Regions from separate parts of the Triticum aestivum genome. Here region 1 is linked to region 2. A link is a contact called in public Hi-C data. All regions are on one chromosome and are shown on one strand. Each heading gives the region's core, a stretch centred on a gene start, on an enhancer-like site or on the middle of the called end of the contact. The rest is flanking DNA. Distances are from core to core; before and after follow the strand shown.

Region 1 (4,927 bases), core at 149-2,648, 770 kb after region 2:
TATCTTGCTATCACATAGTTGTTTGTTTAGCATAAGTTATGGGTGCACATAGTCGAGCCTAATTTATTTAGGTTTTGTGCTTGGTAAATTAAACACTATTTTATTCCGCATTTATTCAAGCCTAAACCGTAATTATTTTTAAACTACCTATTCACACCCCTCTAGGCGACATCCACATCCTTTGACGGAGGAACCAAGGTACAATTTTTTAGATGGAACTAAAAGGTGCAAATCTTTCGGGCCAAGAAAAAAAAAAGCTCATGGAAACATTAAAGAGCCGTTGCAACATTTGGATATTCCATGAACGATCTTACCGATTAGAGAATATCTAAGAAAGCTAAATCTTAAAATGATGGAAGTGGTAACAGAAGAGGTTGTCTAATTACTTGATGCCGGTTTATCTTTCATGTAGCTGAAAGCAAGTGGGTGAACCCAGTTTATTGTATTCAACCTAGAGCAGCCTCATCTGGGTGAGCGCGGAACTAGGCCGGCCTAGCAGTCGGAGGCCACAACCTCGTTTGGTTTATGTTTTTTTTCACTTTTTTGTTTTTTGCTTTCCTTATTTTACTTTTGTTTATACTTCCAAATATTATATATTAAAAAAATGTTAAACGTGTATGAGAAATAGTGGTTGTGTATTAAAAAGGTTAAAAGTGTATAAAAATGTTGATCATGTGTTGAGCAATTTTTAATGGCAATAAACATTTTTCACACGTAATGTATATTTTTCGTATACATCAGGAACATTTGTATGTTTAACATTTTTAAATATAGTTTTTTCAAAAAATATATATCTTTTGATGTCTATTTTTATTTAATGTATGTTGTACATTTTCCGTATGCATCAGAAACATTTTTTATACACCGGTAACATTTTAAAAATATATGATCAATATTTTTCATATAAAAATAAAAACAAAGAAAACCAAAGGAAAAAAATGCCACAGAAAACCACTGCAGAAAGAATAAAAAACAGTAAAAATGTACACCCTCCGTCCGCGAATAAGTGTACTTCTAGCTTTTTTCCTATGTCAAAGTTTTAAAACTTTTACCAATTTTATAGGGAAAAGTACTAGCATTTATGACACTAAATTAGTATCACTAGATCTATTCTAAAATGTACTTTCATAATATACCAATTTGATGTCATATATGTTATTACTCTTTTGTATATAGTTGGTCAAAATTTTAAAACTTTAACTTAAGACAAAAGTTAAAAGTACGCTTATTGGCGAACGGAGGGAGTAGAAACAAGCAACACAGACCAGCAGCGTGCAAACCGCGGGCTCCTCCGACTATTCCGTGGGTAGCAGTATTCGCGATTCGCAAGTAACCACGAACGACATGGGTGCCTCAGAATGTCGACATGGACGAGTACCCTTGGCCCACACGCCCCCCGACCGCGCGTGCTCGCCACCCGATTGGCCGGCGGGTATAAATGGTGGTGCGCCTGAGCCGCACGCCGCCGCGCATCGCCTTCCCAAACAGCCGACCAGTCAACTGAACGGCAGCCCATCAAGCGTCCCAGCCTGTCACTGAGGGGCGCCGCCGCCGGGCCTGGGCGTCCCGGGAACTGCAGGAACGATGCAGTCGCTGCAGGACAAGGCGTCGGAGTGGAGCGGCGTGGCGGCCGCCGACGCCTTCGCCATCGACGAGGTCAACGTCTTCGAGGCGCTCGGCGGCACCCCGCAGCCCTTCGTCGACCTCTCCACCAACTTCTACACCAGGCCCGCCCCGATCTGCTCCCCCCGCCTCCTCTGATCTGGGTTTCATTCCCCCCCTTCTCTGATTTTGTCGTCTGACTTCCTGGCCGTGGTTGGATCGATGGAACAGGGTTTATGAGGACGAGGAGCAGTGGTTCCGGGAGATATTCTCGGGGTCCAGGAAGGAGGACGCGATCCAGAACCAGTACGAGTTCTTGGTGCAGCGGATGGGCGGCCCGCCGCTATTCTCCCAGAGGAGAGGTAACTTGATTGACTCGGCGTCTCTGTACCTTGATTGAATTGGCGCTCTTCTCCGATTGGTTCCTTGTAGCCCCAAAATGTCCATGTTTCCACTGCCCAATTGCCATTGAAGCTGGTGCTTATGTTGAAATTGATGTTTTGAGTCGAAATGCTTACTTGTTGCCTAATAGATTCCGGGTGTGGAAATGAAACGACCAGTATTTGAAAACTGAAATTGACTTAGAAGTTCACTCTTAAACCTAAACTTTTAGGAAAAGCAAGCAGTTTGTAGATGTTTCAAAGCAGTTTGTAGAATTGTGGAACTGGCTCCTGTTTAATTACATTTCACATCATCCTTCTGCAGAACCATTAAACTTTCCTTGATAGCAACAGCATACTATCATTGTCTCTATTGGATTATTCCTTTTCTTTTCACCCTAGTTATCAGGCAGCACTGTTGGGTGCTTAATGCCTGAGACTACATAGAGATGATTTACAGCTCTGCTCCTCTGTAAGTTAATTGCTTACTGAATTAATCGTTTATCAGATCTGACTGGATTAAAATTACACTTGGTTATGTCAGGAGACTAGTTTTCTTTTACTAAAATGGATTGGAATTACACAGATGGACTATATTAGTGCCAAAGGATGCTAGTATGATTCCTACAGGGAATTACATTTGATCAAATCATGAAAGCAATAAAAAAGATATTGGGAGCTAGGATTAGAGTCTGACAGCGGAACTACGTAGCAATTACAACACTCCATCCGAATTGGAGACCAAGGTCCCTAAACCAGTGGCGCCTTCCTGAACTCAGAGATGAGCTTTCTTTTCAGTGATAGTCAAAAGGCTTTGAACTGAATTTCTCTAACGTTGAAAGGTTCTCCTAGTTTACTCCTGAAATTCCCAAATCACCAAATCGATCATCTGGGTTTATCCGTGGAATACTTTTTCATATCTGAATCTAGCACCAACACTTTCTTAATTAATGTTATAAGTTGCATACTTACAGTTCTCAATCAAGGCATGTGTTGTCTAGTACTAAACTAGCCTACAAAAACGTCTTACATTTTGAGATGGAGGTAGTACTTTTGTAGTGAGTACCTTTTTTTTAACACAGTGTAGTGAGTAGCTAGAAGGCCTAATAGGTTCCATTTCGTACATCTAGGTGATGTAAGCAAAATTGTTTGAAAAATCAAATGTTTGTCCTATTGTTATATGCCCACTTATTTTGCCCTTTTATTTGTTGAACCATTTTGCGTGTGGTAAAGCATAAAGGCTATGCTACTCATTGTCACTAGGTGTTACACATTCTATACTTTTTTCATAATCTTTTCATTCTTGTAATTATGGAAATTAATAGCAACATGAACCCTGCTTGACGTCACCAAGCACTTGCAATTCATATTTTTGGGATCTTAATTACTTGCTGACCCAACACTATCACTCTGTCTGCTTCTCGTAGGACATCCTGCCTTGATAGGACGACATCGGCCATTTCCAGTTACCCACCAAGCTGCGGAGCGATGGCTACACCACATGCAGCAAGCTTTGGAGACTACAGAAAGCATAAACCCAGATACAAAAACCAAAATGATGATTTTTTTCAGGTATGTGTTATGAGTGAACTAGTGAAATCTGCATCAAGCATTCAGCAGCATATCAACCTAGAGGCTTAAGATATTGTCATTTGTTATCTTGTTCCAGGCACACTGCATATTTCCTTGTCGCCGGTAATGAGATGACAAGGCAAACCCAAAGTGTACCTCCCTGCAAACATGCAACGAGCAAACCAGCTGAGTAGCCGCTCAAGTCTATCCAGTTGAATAATGATTTCAGCTTCCGTGATTCCTATACGATTCCCATGTGCAACGGGATCAAGGTTGTTTATGCATTATAGGAAACAACACGCATGATGTTGTAGAGGGGGAGTGACCCAATCAGAGAGCATCTCAAAATTGGTAAATTTGCGTTCTTGATCGTACTCCTCTTCTCTCTTGATTTGAGCTTGAGGGTACAAGTTCTCTGCTCCTGCTAAGGGGAGCACTGCTATGGTGTATTGGTGCTCAACTGCTCTTGCTATTCTATCCAGTGCCTCTGATCCAAAATAAGTGTTTTGGTTTTAGTTCAAATTTGAATTAAAACGACGACACTTATTTTGGATCAGAGGGAGTATCAATTAATGGTTAATTAGTAGGTTTCTAAAATAAAATTTAGGTTGATCTTTTAGAATAAGCTGGGGAGAGGGCAGCTTATTTCCACAGCTAGCTATAAGCCCTAAAAGAACTGGCCCTAAGCAATGCAAGTTCAACCCAGCTTGTTAATTTTCCTTGAAAGAGAAACTCACCTTGTTGTGCTTATTAAACAGTAACTTCAACTGCGATTTCTGATGGCTTCTTCTCTCGAGTTTTAGAGAAGTAAACCTGTATCTGTATGTTTTGTGGTGTTGAGAGAATTTGCCGTCCAGTTTATTCCACACAATAAATTATTTGGACAATGGATTTGGGGAAGGGAACGTGGCATGGAATGAAGGGACGTGGTACAAGCACAAGGAAGGGTACTTGGATCGAGTGGGCCACCTACAGTTGCAGGCATGTGCTACCTTGTTGCCTAGAGTAAAATAGCACGAGGCAGCCTTGTAAACTGAAATCCAGATTGCAAAACATAACACTTGCACTTACACTATCCATCTTTATTACTAGGAGTAGTTCTGAACCGAACTTTCAGGTTCACATACCCATTAACATGGGGGCCAGACTTGCTGTGTTTTTCGGAGTACAAGACGGAAGTTATTCGTATGATCGGATATTACTACACTTAGGCTTAGTATAAGGTTGTTGCAGCAGCTTGTACTGCTATGCTGGAGGAAGGCATGCATCATGGTCGTCCGATCCCTCCATTGTACAGCGGAGGGCATGCATCATGGTCGTCCGATCCCTCCATTGTACGGCGGAGGTGCCCCGCGGACGGTGGGGGTATGGCT
Region 2 (4,422 bases), core at 1,001-3,500:
TATTCCACTATTTTAGCTTTAGCTTGACGAAATCTGTTGGAGACTTTTGGCAAACTTTCCTTAAATTTTTGTTTTTTTAACGAATGGATGATTTTTTTTTTGCGAGGAATGGATACATGATTTGCTGGAGTTGCTTTTAGAGCATCTCTAGCAGACCCTTAAAACGGTCATGCCCGTAAAAAAAGAGGTGTTTACCGTTTCGGTAAAAAAACGGCGCCTAGCAGATCCTGTAAAAGTCGTTCGGCTCTTAAACTTTTTAGTGGGCATTGAAAATCCATCCGCGAGAACCTCATATGTGTAGTTTCGAAGGCAGTATACAGTTCAACCCGTAAACCCGGTCAAACCTCGTCGGAGCAGAGGCGGCGCCGCGGAACTGGCCGAAATCTACCCGGAACTCGCTGAAATCCGTCACCCCACGCTGTGGCTGAAGACGAGCTCTGCCGGGAGGGGAAAAGGGGGAGAAGGGGCTATAGTGAGATACAGTTTTATTTACGGGGTCTGCTCTGCCCGGTGCAATTTTGCATCGTAAAAACGCTTTACAGTGCATCTTATACGCGTTTTAAGGGTGAACTTATACGTGATTTGTTAGAGATGCTCTTACTCTCACCGAGTTTTTAAGGGTCACGAACTGATTAGATAGCGATTCCCAGTGGATTAGGGATTTCTTACTCTCACCGAGGTGCGCATCATCAAGCCTAATGCTGCACGGGCTCATCTGCACCGGGCACCGGCATCCGGCCGAGCAGCCTGGAAGGCTGGAGCATGCAGACAAACAAGGGGGCCAGGCCAACCGGCCAGGCCAGTCACGCGAACCTAGGCATTCGCTTCTAGAAGGCGACGGGCCTCGACAGCGGCAGATCCTACTCGTTGTCCGTCCCGTGTCGTGGGCCGCTGGAACCGGAAACATTTTAAAACTTTTTTTACAAGGACGATGTTATCATGTTTTTTTGTCAGTTTCTGATGTGTGGGTAGCATCACGATCGGCCCCGAGGCGCGTCACGATCGCATCTTCACGGGCGCACGCTCGTACCACAGACGAGAAAACGGCCATGGGTATGGGTACGCGCGCCACCCGTCACAGGGAACAATCGGGACCAGATGATACGGCCGTCTCGCGTACGAGAAGGAAGGACACGAGGGAGTGGGCCGTCCGTGGGGGTGTGCATCGCTGCGCTGCGGATTGCTCCATGGCTCCATGCCCCCTCTCCGTCGCATGCCGCACGTGAAATGGTACTACAAGGACTGCAGTGCACATGAGCTTCTAGAAGAACACACGTATTGTTTCGGCCATTTTAGCATTCCCTATTAATGGCTCCTACGAGTTCATCAGATGGGCTACAGCTTGATTGCTAAATTCAGGTTAGCCAGCGTGTGCTTTGCTTGCTGTATGGTCTTTCTTTCTTTCTAGGAGTAACATTTAGACTGCATTGGACGAAGGGACATTTTTTTTAGCTAAGCACCCCGTCACGCTAGCTAGCCATCTCGTGGCTTCTTCTCCTTAATTTACAAGAGCCTAACCATTTTCCCGCAAGAAAAAAGGACCATCGGGTTGTTAGTGTTATACTATGATGACTGGCTTTATTTTTGAGAAAGGGAAGAGGAAAAGTCATGGGTACCGCTAGCTTTGCTGGCCCGTGAAAATCGACGCGACGAGAGGCTGCGGAGAGCGGACATGCCACGTTCCCCAAGAACAGTGCGCCATGGACATGCCTCATAACCTGCCCTTTTTTAGCTCGACGGTAGATAGAGCATTCAGTATCCAGGATTCAAGGTTCAGCTAGCCACGACCAAAGCTCACACCAAACCACACCAAACAGCAGGCAGTATTTAGTTTGCAAATTGCGCCTTAGTTCACCACCAAGCAATTCACTGGGATAATTAACCAGCAACGATCCGGCCTATCTAACCAGGCGACCATGGTAGTAGTGCAGGCTGGAGGAGGATACGATAGATGCGTGAGCAGGACAAAAGGAAAAAAAGAGATGAGCAGGCACGTACCGGAGACGGCGTCGACGAAGGCCCCGTTGATGAAGAGCCTGGTGTACCTGATCTCCGGCATCTCCAAGGACACTCCGCCGCCGCCGCCGTTGCCGTTCTCCCCGGCGCGCTCCTTGCCGCCGTCGCCATTGCGCTCGCTCGCCATGGCCTCTTGCCCTCTTCTCTCAGACTGAGACCGGCGTCGGCTCTCGCGCAGTGTGATGGTGTGCGGAGAGTGGAGCGTCGAGTGAAGACAACAGGCCGGGGTTCGTGTTTTAATGCTGCGGCTTGGCTGTGACCTGCCCGTTTTGTTCGGTTGTGGGGCGGTGGAGGGGTCTCGCACACGGCGGCCACGCCATCCGCGCGTGTCCAAAAACTAGGCCCCGCCGACACACGTCTCAACTGTTAACGTCTGTAATAACAGCTCCGTCCCATTGGCGCAGTTGGGAGATCCGTGTCATCATCGTATACTAGCTACACCACACAAATAGTAAAATATGGAATTTTTAATCAGGCAGTACAACCAACACAAAAAATAATAAAAATTACGTTCAGATCGATAGATCACCTAACGACGACTACAAGCACTCAAGCGAGCTGAAAGCGCGTCGCCGTCATCGCCTCTCCCTCGTTAGGGCCAGGCAAAACTTGTTGTTCCAGACAATCAGAAAATCGTTGTGCTAAGGCCCCATAGGACCAGCGTACCAGAGCGGCAAATATCACTGTTAAATAGAATCTTTAACAAAAGAAAAATGATAGTCTCTCGTGGCAATGCAGATCGGGCTGAGAGATTTTAGTTTTTTTCCCTTCAAAAAGGAGGCTGAAACCCTTTGCATGTATACATCTTTATGATGCATTTCTGGAGGTAGTGTTGCCATTAAGGTCAATGATGACATTGGACACTATTTTCAAACAAAAAGGGGTTGTGACAAGGTGACTCCATATCGCCCATGCTATTCAATATAGTGGCGGATATGCTAGCGGTCATGATTGAGCGTGCCAAGGTTGATGGCCAAATTGATGGGGTAGTAAATCATCTAGTTGATGGTGGTCTCTCTATACTTCAATATGCCGACGATACGATTCTCTTCATGGATCATGACCTCGAGAAAGTGAGAAATCTGAAATTAATTTTATCCGCACTTGAGCAACTCTCAGGTCTTAAGATCAATTTTCACAAAAGTGAATTGTTTTGTTTTGGCGAGGCTCAAGATGACTCCTACCTATACGCCGAACTGTTCGGATGTGGGTTGGGCCAGTTTCCGATCACATATTTGGCGATACCGATACACTATCGAGGACTCACAAATGCTGAATGGAAACACGTCGAGGAGAGACTGCAAAAAAGACTTAGCAGTTGGAAAGGCAAACTGCTGTCTCTGGGTGGAAGATTGGTCCTCATAAATTCAGTACTAAGTAACATGGTACTATATATGATTTCCTTCTTCCAATTGCCGAAAGAAGTTTTACATAGATTGGATTATTTCCGATCAAGATTCTTTTGGCAAGGAGATAGCGAGAAAAAGAAATATCGACTGGCTAAATGGAGTGTGGTTTGCCGTCCCATAGACCAAGACGGGTTGGGCATTCATGATCTTGAGGTTAAGAATAGGGCCCTCCTCGGCAAATGGTTGTTTAAATTAATGACGGGAGATGGTGTATGGCAAACACTCCTGAGAAGGAAATATGTGGGTTCCAAGGCGGTATCTCAAGTATACTCGAAGCCTGGGGATTCTCACTTTTTGGCAGGTCTGATGGCTATGAAGAAAAATTTCTTCTCCTATGGATCCTTCTCAATTAAGGACGGCTCGAAAATTAGATTCTGGGAGGACAAGTGGCTAGGAAATGCCACACTCCGAGAACAATATTCGGCTCTATACAACATTGTGCGTCATAAGGCTGATACTATCGCCATGGTAATGGAATCATTTATGCCAAATGTGACGTTCAGAAGAGATTTAATTGGACCCAGACTTCAATCATGGTATATCCTGCTCCAGCGGTTGTCCACGGTGCATTTGTCACATGGGTCTGATGTATTTCGATGGAATCTACATGGGAATGGACAATTCTCAGTTGAGTCTATGTATAGAGCGTTAATCCAGTCTGATGTGCCAGTTGATAATAATAAAAAGATCTGAAAGATGAAGATACCTATAAAGAATAAAATCTTTGCATGGTGTCTTCGTCGCGGAGTCATTCTTACTAAAGATAACCTTATTAAGAGAAATTGGCATGGAAGACCGCAATGTGTCTTTTGTCACCATGATGAGACAATAAAACATTTATTCTTCCAATGCAAATTGACTTGTTCTATATGGTGAGTCATGCAGATAGCTTCTGGCTTGTATCCTCCTTGTAGTGTTGCTAATGTATTTGACAACTGGTTACATGGGATAGATTACAGGTTCAGAACTATTCTTAGGGTGGGAGCGCTTGCCGTTA

Evidence for each region. Hi-C and Micro-C count contacts between places; a contact is called where the count stands out from the background.
Region 1: a Hi-C map of leaf shows a contact between it and region 2, with 3 times the contacts expected there. The contact joins the promoter of LOC543086 here to the promoter of LOC123164615 in region 2. A contact is called at or near these places in 2 of 5 Hi-C or Micro-C datasets (both in leaf).

Annotation. Positions count from the first base shown.
Region 1 is chr7D:459,904,758-459,909,684 of IWGSC CS RefSeq v2.1, forward strand. LOC543086 (two-on-two hemoglobin-3) reads left to right here and starts at 1,399. Exons shown (of 4, transcript XM_044584868.1): 1 at 1,399-1,727; 2 at 1,834-1,964; 3 at 3,410-3,554; 4 at 3,652-4,014. The coding sequence starts at 1,585. The coding sequence ends at 3,748. LOC123167030 reads right to left here. Exons shown (of 2, transcript XM_044584869.1): 2 at 4,616-4,927. The coding sequence ends at 4,800.
Region 2 is chr7D:459,131,499-459,135,920 of IWGSC CS RefSeq v2.1, forward strand. LOC123164615 (aldehyde dehydrogenase family 2 member C4) reads right to left here and starts at 2,251. Exons shown (of 9, transcript XR_006482522.1): 1 at 1,999-2,251.